Linked DNA regions of Mus musculus: region 1 is linked to region 2. Evidence: chromatin contacts called from public HiCAR-type data. All regions are on one chromosome and are shown on one strand. The core of a region is the stretch at or near the end of the contact, and the rest is flanking DNA. Distances in the headings are between cores, read along the strand shown.

Evidence for each region. HiCAR-type assays count read pairs that join an accessible place to other places.
Region 1: a contact with region 2 is called in a HiCAR-type map of astrocytes, with 5 times the contacts expected there. The contact joins the promoter of B3gat2 here to the promoter of Mcm3 in region 2. A contact is called at or near these places in 1 of 39 promoter capture datasets (pre-B cells) and 1 of 115 datasets of contacts at active chromatin or transcription factors (astrocytes).

What each region holds. Positions count from the first base shown.
Region 1 is chr1:23,760,284-23,763,886 of GRCm38.p6, forward strand. It overlaps B3gat2 (beta-1,3-glucuronyltransferase 2 (glucuronosyltransferase S)), which reads left to right and starts at 1,643. Exons shown (of 4, transcript NM_172124.2): 1 at 1,643-2,945. The coding sequence starts at 2,352.
Region 2 is chr1:20,818,857-20,822,214 of GRCm38.p6, forward strand. Mcm3 (minichromosome maintenance complex component 3) reads right to left here and starts at 1,456. Exons shown (of 17, transcript NM_008563.3): 1 at 1,275-1,456. The coding sequence starts at 1,352. It also overlaps the pseudogene Gm20587.

The DNA.
Region 1 (3,603 bases), core at 393-2,892, 2.9 Mb after region 2:
AACAAGGCCCCTAGTAGGCACCTAGACCTTAACACAACTGCCTCGGCGGAAGCACCGTTCAGGGTATAAAGCTCAGCATGTAGACCGTACCACCTGCCAAAACGGAAACAAAGGCCCAATCCATCAAAGTCCATATAGTCACGGGAAGTCTCAAAATGCACTAACCTTGCTTTTTACCTTTTGTAGTTCCGATTCTGACGCACTGTTCTTGTTAACTGAAGTATGTCAACCCAGAACGTGGCTTTTGTTGTTTAGGTTTGGTTTTTTGTTTTGTTTTATTTTTTTGTTTTTTGGTGTTGTTGTTGTTGTTGTTTGCTTAAACGCTCACCCTGAGAAAGCCTCAGCGCTACCTTGGGATTCAAACACCCAATGTAGTCACCGGCTGGCTAATAAATGCTTTATATATTTGCTTCAACCCAAGTCGGAGCAGTCTTCTCTAGTGACTACCCCACAACATAAGAGAGTAGTTGTGAAAATTCACAGGTGCGCAGTGCCAGACACCGAACCCAAGATGCAGGACACAGCCACGTGAAGGTGGAGGATCTGCCCCAGCGTGCTGCTTGTTCCTCAGGAACATAGTCAAAAGGATTTTCATGCGACAGAGAAAGTCGGGTTGCGGAGGAAAACGGAATCAGAAATGATTCATTGGGGGTGGGGGTGCTTTCCTCAGACTCCCTGGAATGTGCTTGGAATGAGAACAGCCTGGGGTTCGTTCGGCTAATAGATTCTCTATATATGAGAGGGTCTTCCAGGTATTTCCGCTTGCCATCCTCTGACCCACTTGATCTGATGGCATCACCTAGGAAGACCGGTCACTCACAGCCAGGCTGTGCTGATGATGTGCAGTGAAGAGGCAGTGGGTTCTATCCAGGACGCCCACGTTCTATTTCCACTAAGTCAGTTACCACTGACCTCAGGAAATTCCCTTAAGTCTCCATCTTCTGCTCCTTCATCCAGAAAATGAAGGTGATTCCACCTCCAAAGCCTCCTTGAAAGGATTACAGGGATGGTCCTGGGGGATAATTCCTGTGCCTGCAAACTGGGAAGGCTCCAACATGAACAAAAGCAAGTTACACATACTCAGCCGGAGTTGTCAAAATGTCCCCCACAGATCCAACTGTGGCCGAGCAGTTGCGATTGATTCCTTGGAATGGGCTGGCACACATGCCAGACACCTATGTGCGGCACCCCCTCCATCTCTGTGGGATTCTATTGATTTCTGCCTTTCAAGAGAAAGTGGTTCTCTTTGCTGAGGTTCTGTACACCAACCCTCAAGCCAGGGAAGGACCGCTTTGTCCCCTCCCTCTTTCTCCTTCTGCCCTCTTTAGGACTCCGGACTTGTCACACGTGAATGGGTTTCCTTGGCTGATCTCCAAAGACCCTGCAGCAGTTCAGTGAGCTGAACCCTGGGGCGATCTGAAAACAGCACCCACCACCTCCACACACACACACACACACACACACACACACACACACACACACCCCAGGCAGAGGTCGCGCAACCCAGCAGAGATCCTCCTCCCTCCCCCTGCCTCTGCCCGCAGGCAGCGCCTGGTGCCACCGGGCTCAGACCCCGCAGAGAGCCTTGGCCCTTCCCGCCTCCGCCCCGCAGCCCCTCTCCGCCAGTAGCAGCGCTGCTATCTTCCCACCGGAGCACTAGGAGGACGCCCGAGTCTGCAGCGCCCCCGCCCCCTCGCTTTTTCTTTCTTTCCCTGCTTTGGGATCTTGCTGTCTGGAGCCGGGAGAGGTTCCGAGAAGGAGAGAGCGGCACAGGTTTCTGCCGCGGCGCTCGAACGGGAGCTTAGGGACGCAGCATCCTCGGTGTCCACCCGGGATCGCAGCTGCACCGGCCGACATGTGACGGAGGAAAGCCCTCAGCATTCCCGGCAACCGCCTTCAAAGGGGTCCCGGAACGCTCGCCCAGGCCAGCAGCTGGATCCTCTTAGCCCTCAGCGACGCGGGACAGGAGCGGCAAGGTACAACGCCTGGTACGTTCCAGGCTCGCACTCGGGAAAAGAGCGCAGCGGGGACCGCCGCCTGGCTTGCACTCGGCACAACTCCGGGACCTGCGGAGTGCGGCTGGACCGTGTCCAGATTCCCGCCGACTTCATCCAGAGTGACCCAAGACCCTAGCCGGTCCTCCTGCACCCCCTGGAGTTCTAGCTTGCCCTGCATCTGCGCCGACCCCACAACGCCCAGGTCCCCGCAACGCCCCAGTCCGGAAGGGGAGCGCGCTTGCGGCTTCTCCCTGATTGCAGACGCTGCCGCTGTCCTAACTGCACACAGAGGTCCCCTACCCGGAGCCTAGTCCTTGCAGGGGGTGGTGTCCGAGACGCTGGGGAGCGCGCACCATGAAGTCCGCGCTGTGCAGCCGCTTCTTCATCCTCCTGCCCTGGATCCTGATTGTCATCATCATGTTGGACGTGGACCCCCGCAGGCCCGCGCCCCAACTCACTTCCCGTCCCTACTTCTCTCCCCATGCAGTGGGCTGCGGGGGCTCCCGAGTCCCGCTCCGACGGAGTAGCCCCGGGCGTGACGCTGCCGAGAAGCGGAACGAGTCTCGGCCTCAGCTGCAGCCGGAGCCGCGCTTGCCCACCATCTATGCCATCACACCCACCTACAGTCGCCCGGTGCAGAAAGCCGAGCTCACTCGCCTGGCCAACACCTTCCGCCAGGTGGCGCAGTTGCACTGGATCCTGGTGGAGGACCGGGCGACGCGCAGCGAGCTGGTGAGCAGCTTCCTAGCTCGGGCCGGCCTGCCCAACACGCACCTGCATGTGCCCACGCCGCGGCGCTACAAGCGACCGTGGCTGCCGCGCGCCACCGAACAGCGCAACGCGGGCCTCGCCTGGCTGCGCCAGAGGCATCAGCATCAGAGCGCGCAACCCGGCGTGCTCTTCTTCGCCGACGATGACAACACGTACAGTCTGGAGCTCTTCCAGGAGGTAGTGGTCCAGCGCCGATGGTGGGGTGTAGGGTGTGTGTGGGGGGGAGGGGGGACAAGGGGCGGTTGGGCCCCGAAGGTCTGCATGCCCTTTGTGCTTCCTGTACACTTTTGAGTTCTCAGTCCCTTCGAGCACGCATCCCGCACTCGGCGTGGAGCAGCTGAAGATGGGCAGTCCACAGCCTCTTCGGCTGGCTGCGGTGGGTGGAGAAGGGGTGTTGGTGGGTGGAGAAGTCTGCCCCGAGGTGTCTTGCCCTGTCCGGGATTGTGTTCAGTAAATAATAGTACAGGTGATTTGCCCAACTGGATGACGCCCAAAGCTGGAGCTAGGCTTGATTTTCTTGGAGACTGGATCAGTGCCTACAGGTGATTCTGAGTGGAGACAAATGTGGGATAAAGGTACTATCCCACATATCATCCCACTGAGTTGATACTAACAACTCAGCTTAGGGACCAATCTCTTCTAGTACAGCCAGCCCCCTGGTGTGAGATTGATCCCTGGTACATGCACCTACGTGTATGAGGGAGGGTCTTCCTTTGGTCTTTACCTATCGCATTGGCAAATGAATTAGAATTATTCTGCCCAGTCCTTAAGGACCCGCCCCCCACCCCTGCCCCAGGCATCACCCGAATGGCCTGCTGGGCCATTCTCTGAGTGG
Region 2 (3,358 bases), core at 206-2,705:
ACATGAGGATGCCAGCATGTTGATATATGTCTCAACGGTGCCCAGGAAGTAGACAGCTGCAGACAACCCTTTCCTCCTGTCCAGCATGCCCTATCACATACTATCATGATCATTAACAGTTCTCCTATATGCTTACATTTTAATTGGGAATTAGAATGGCCTAAGTCTTAAAGACTTAGTAAAAACAAACAAAAAAACTTGCAATATGAAAATTTAACTTTAAAATCTGGATGTTAGCACACCTGACTGTAGACATATTTCAAAATCATGATGTATATTTGAAATGTAATTTAAATACTCTTAAAATTCAAATTTAAATTGCTTTTCATTGATCAACAAACTTCCAGGGCTCATCAACATCCTATAGCTTTAAATTTTGGATTACACTTAAACCCATTTTACCTGCATACAAAACACTTGATTCACTAAAAAGAGAGCTGTCATAAATTGTTAGTCTCGCTCCTACCCTCACCAGCATCAGGCCAGTCATTAAATCTGAGGGCTCTGAGCCAGTTACATTAGCTTTTCCAAAGAAGAGCCTGTTTACACCTGACCAGTCTCCTTGCAAGTTGTGTGGGGTTTGGGGGGAACACATGAATTTAGAGACAAACTAAATTACTTTGGAGAAAACCCTAGTAACTCATGAAGATATACAGGAGCAAGAAAATGACAAGAGGAGATAATGAGAAAATGAAAATGATCAAAATACATTATGTGCTTATGAAGTTTCATAATGTAACCCGTATGTATAGTTAACATATCCTAATGTAAGAGGTTTCAAGAAAAATAGGCTGCTCAGAGGAAGACGGCAAGCACAAGGCCTGGGTACCATGTCAAGTAGGCTATGGGGATCAGTAGCAGTAATTATAAGAGGGAGTGATAAGAAAGAAATATGACCAAAATACATTATGTGTTTATGAAATTTCATAACGAAACTAATACATGAAAAGAATGTAACTTTTAAAATCTGGAGGTACATCTTTAGGAGAGAAAAAAAGATAACAGGAAGTTGCAGAGAAAAGAAGTTATCAGCGGCCCTGGTCCTCCGCGGGGTCCCCAGCACCGTGCCCGGTCACCCGCGGGAACCCCCTCAGCCGTGCCCGGTCACCCGCGGGACCCCAGCACCGTGCCCAGTCACCCGCGGGGACCACATCAGCCGTGCCCGGTCACCCGCGGGAACCCCATCAGCCGTGCCCGGTCACCCGCGGGAACCCCCTCAGCCGTGCCCGGTCACCCGCGGGACCCCAGCACCGGGCTCGCGGCCCGAGCCTCACCTCGTCATCCAGGAAGTCCAAGTAGTCTCTCTGCGCTTCCCGCAGCTCCACATCATCCAGCACTACTGTGCCCGCCATGTCGCAGCTCCGAAATCGCCGGCCACCAAACAGTCCGGAAACGCGTGACACCGCCTTGGCGCCAAAACTTCCCAAGTTTTCCCGCCACGGAAGTTTATGGTGGAGGAAGCATGGAGCAGAGACGCGTTATGATTGGCTAACCACTTCAATAGCCTTTCATTCCGTGCCTGGATTGGAGAGAAATGGTCACTTTCTCCGCCCTAATAGGAAGTCTGACCAATGGTACAGAGAGGACGCTCAAAACCCACCCCCTGGAAATTGAGCAACAGGAAGGCTAGGAAGCACTGCATTCTGGGAGTTGTGGTCCTTCCCACCTCACCCCCTGTTTTTCTTTTCTTTTTTTTTTTTCTTTGCCTGTAGGAAGTTTTGTCAAATCGGAAGTTAGGATTTACTGAGGGGGGAGGTCTAAGTTTGCACCCCATATGCACAGGTACAAATGAAGGCCAAAGGTTGATATCCGGTGTCTTCCTCAATCTTTCTCCACCTTGTATTTTTGAAAGACGAACAGGATACCCACTGACCCATCTCTTTAGCCTCCATATTATTGATTCTAACACACTTTGTCTTCTAGCCTTCATTTCCTCCTATACAAAATGAGGAATCTGAATTCAAAATTCTCCAGTAAGCCATCACTAGTATTCCAAGAGCAAGTTAGAAATGGTGTAAAGACAAATTTTATTCACGGAATCATGCTATTGCCTTTAACACAGCCTTGATTTGCTGTATCTTGATCTGTAACCTTGAAGACACAGAGATATATAATTCGTATTTCTCCCCACTTTCACAAGGTCATGAGATAGATAAGCAGAAAATCAGATTGTTAAAAAAAAAAAAAGCATAGTTAGTATATCTAAGGGTTCCACTGCTGTTCACATGCTTGCTTTGCTTGCTATCTGTTGGCTTTCTGCCTTAGGCACTAATGGGCCAAGGCTGATTTACAAGGTGAAATAATTGCTAAGAGGCTGCCTGGAAAGCAGCATGCAGAAACAGTCAAAATCAAGGCATTGCAAAGTATACAAAGTACTTCCTTTTTTTCTGTCTCCAGCCCAAAGAAAACACTTGGAGTGGGCGACCCTGAAGTGGAGAACAGATGAGTTATGGGTACCGGATGCCGCTTCCAAGATGATGCCCACCATGTTATCCTGTTGAAAGAGGGGACTGATAGCTCTCAAGGCATTCCTCAACTCATGAGTAACAGCTCGTGAGTAACATTGTCTGTGTTTGCCAAGTGATTGCTGGGGCTATAAGACCACCCTGGGTCCTCATGGCAACTTATTGTGGATGGCCAAGGCAAAACAACAATTTCTACTTCTGAAACTCCTCGATGGTGGACATCCTGCAGCAAAGACTTTAGTGGACATTGCCGGATCCGAAGACACTGACACTAGTGATGGCACCACCGTGGTGATCCTGCTGGCTGAGGAGTTTCTGAAGCAGGTGAAGTCCTGTGTGAAGGAAGGGTTATGCCCTCAGATCATCATCTGAGCTTTCTGCACAGCCACCCAAAATCAAAGAGATAGCTGTGACTATAAAGAAGCAAGATAAAGTAGAAGAGAGGAAGATGCTAGGGAAGTGTGCAGTGACAGCCCTGAGCTCCAAGCCCTGAGCTCCAAGCTGATCTCCCAGCAGAAGGCCTTCTTTGCCAAGGTGGTGGCTGATGCTGTGATGATGCTCAATGAGTTGTTGTAGCTTAAAATGACTGACACCAAGAAGGTGCAGGGTGGAGCCCTAGAGGAGTCTCAGTTGGTGCCTAGTGTCGCGTTCAAGAACACGTTCTCGTAGTCTGGGTTTGAAATGCAGCCCAAGAATTATGAGAATCCCACAATTGCCTTCTCAAATGTTGAGCTCAAGCTGAAAGCAGAGAAAGATAATGCTGAAATCAGAGTTCACACGCACCAGGCAATTCTTGATGCCAAGCGGAACATTCTTTATGACAAGTTAGTCATAGTCGGGAGCCAAAGTCGTGTTCTCTAAACCCCCTATTGCGGATGTGGCCACCCAGTACT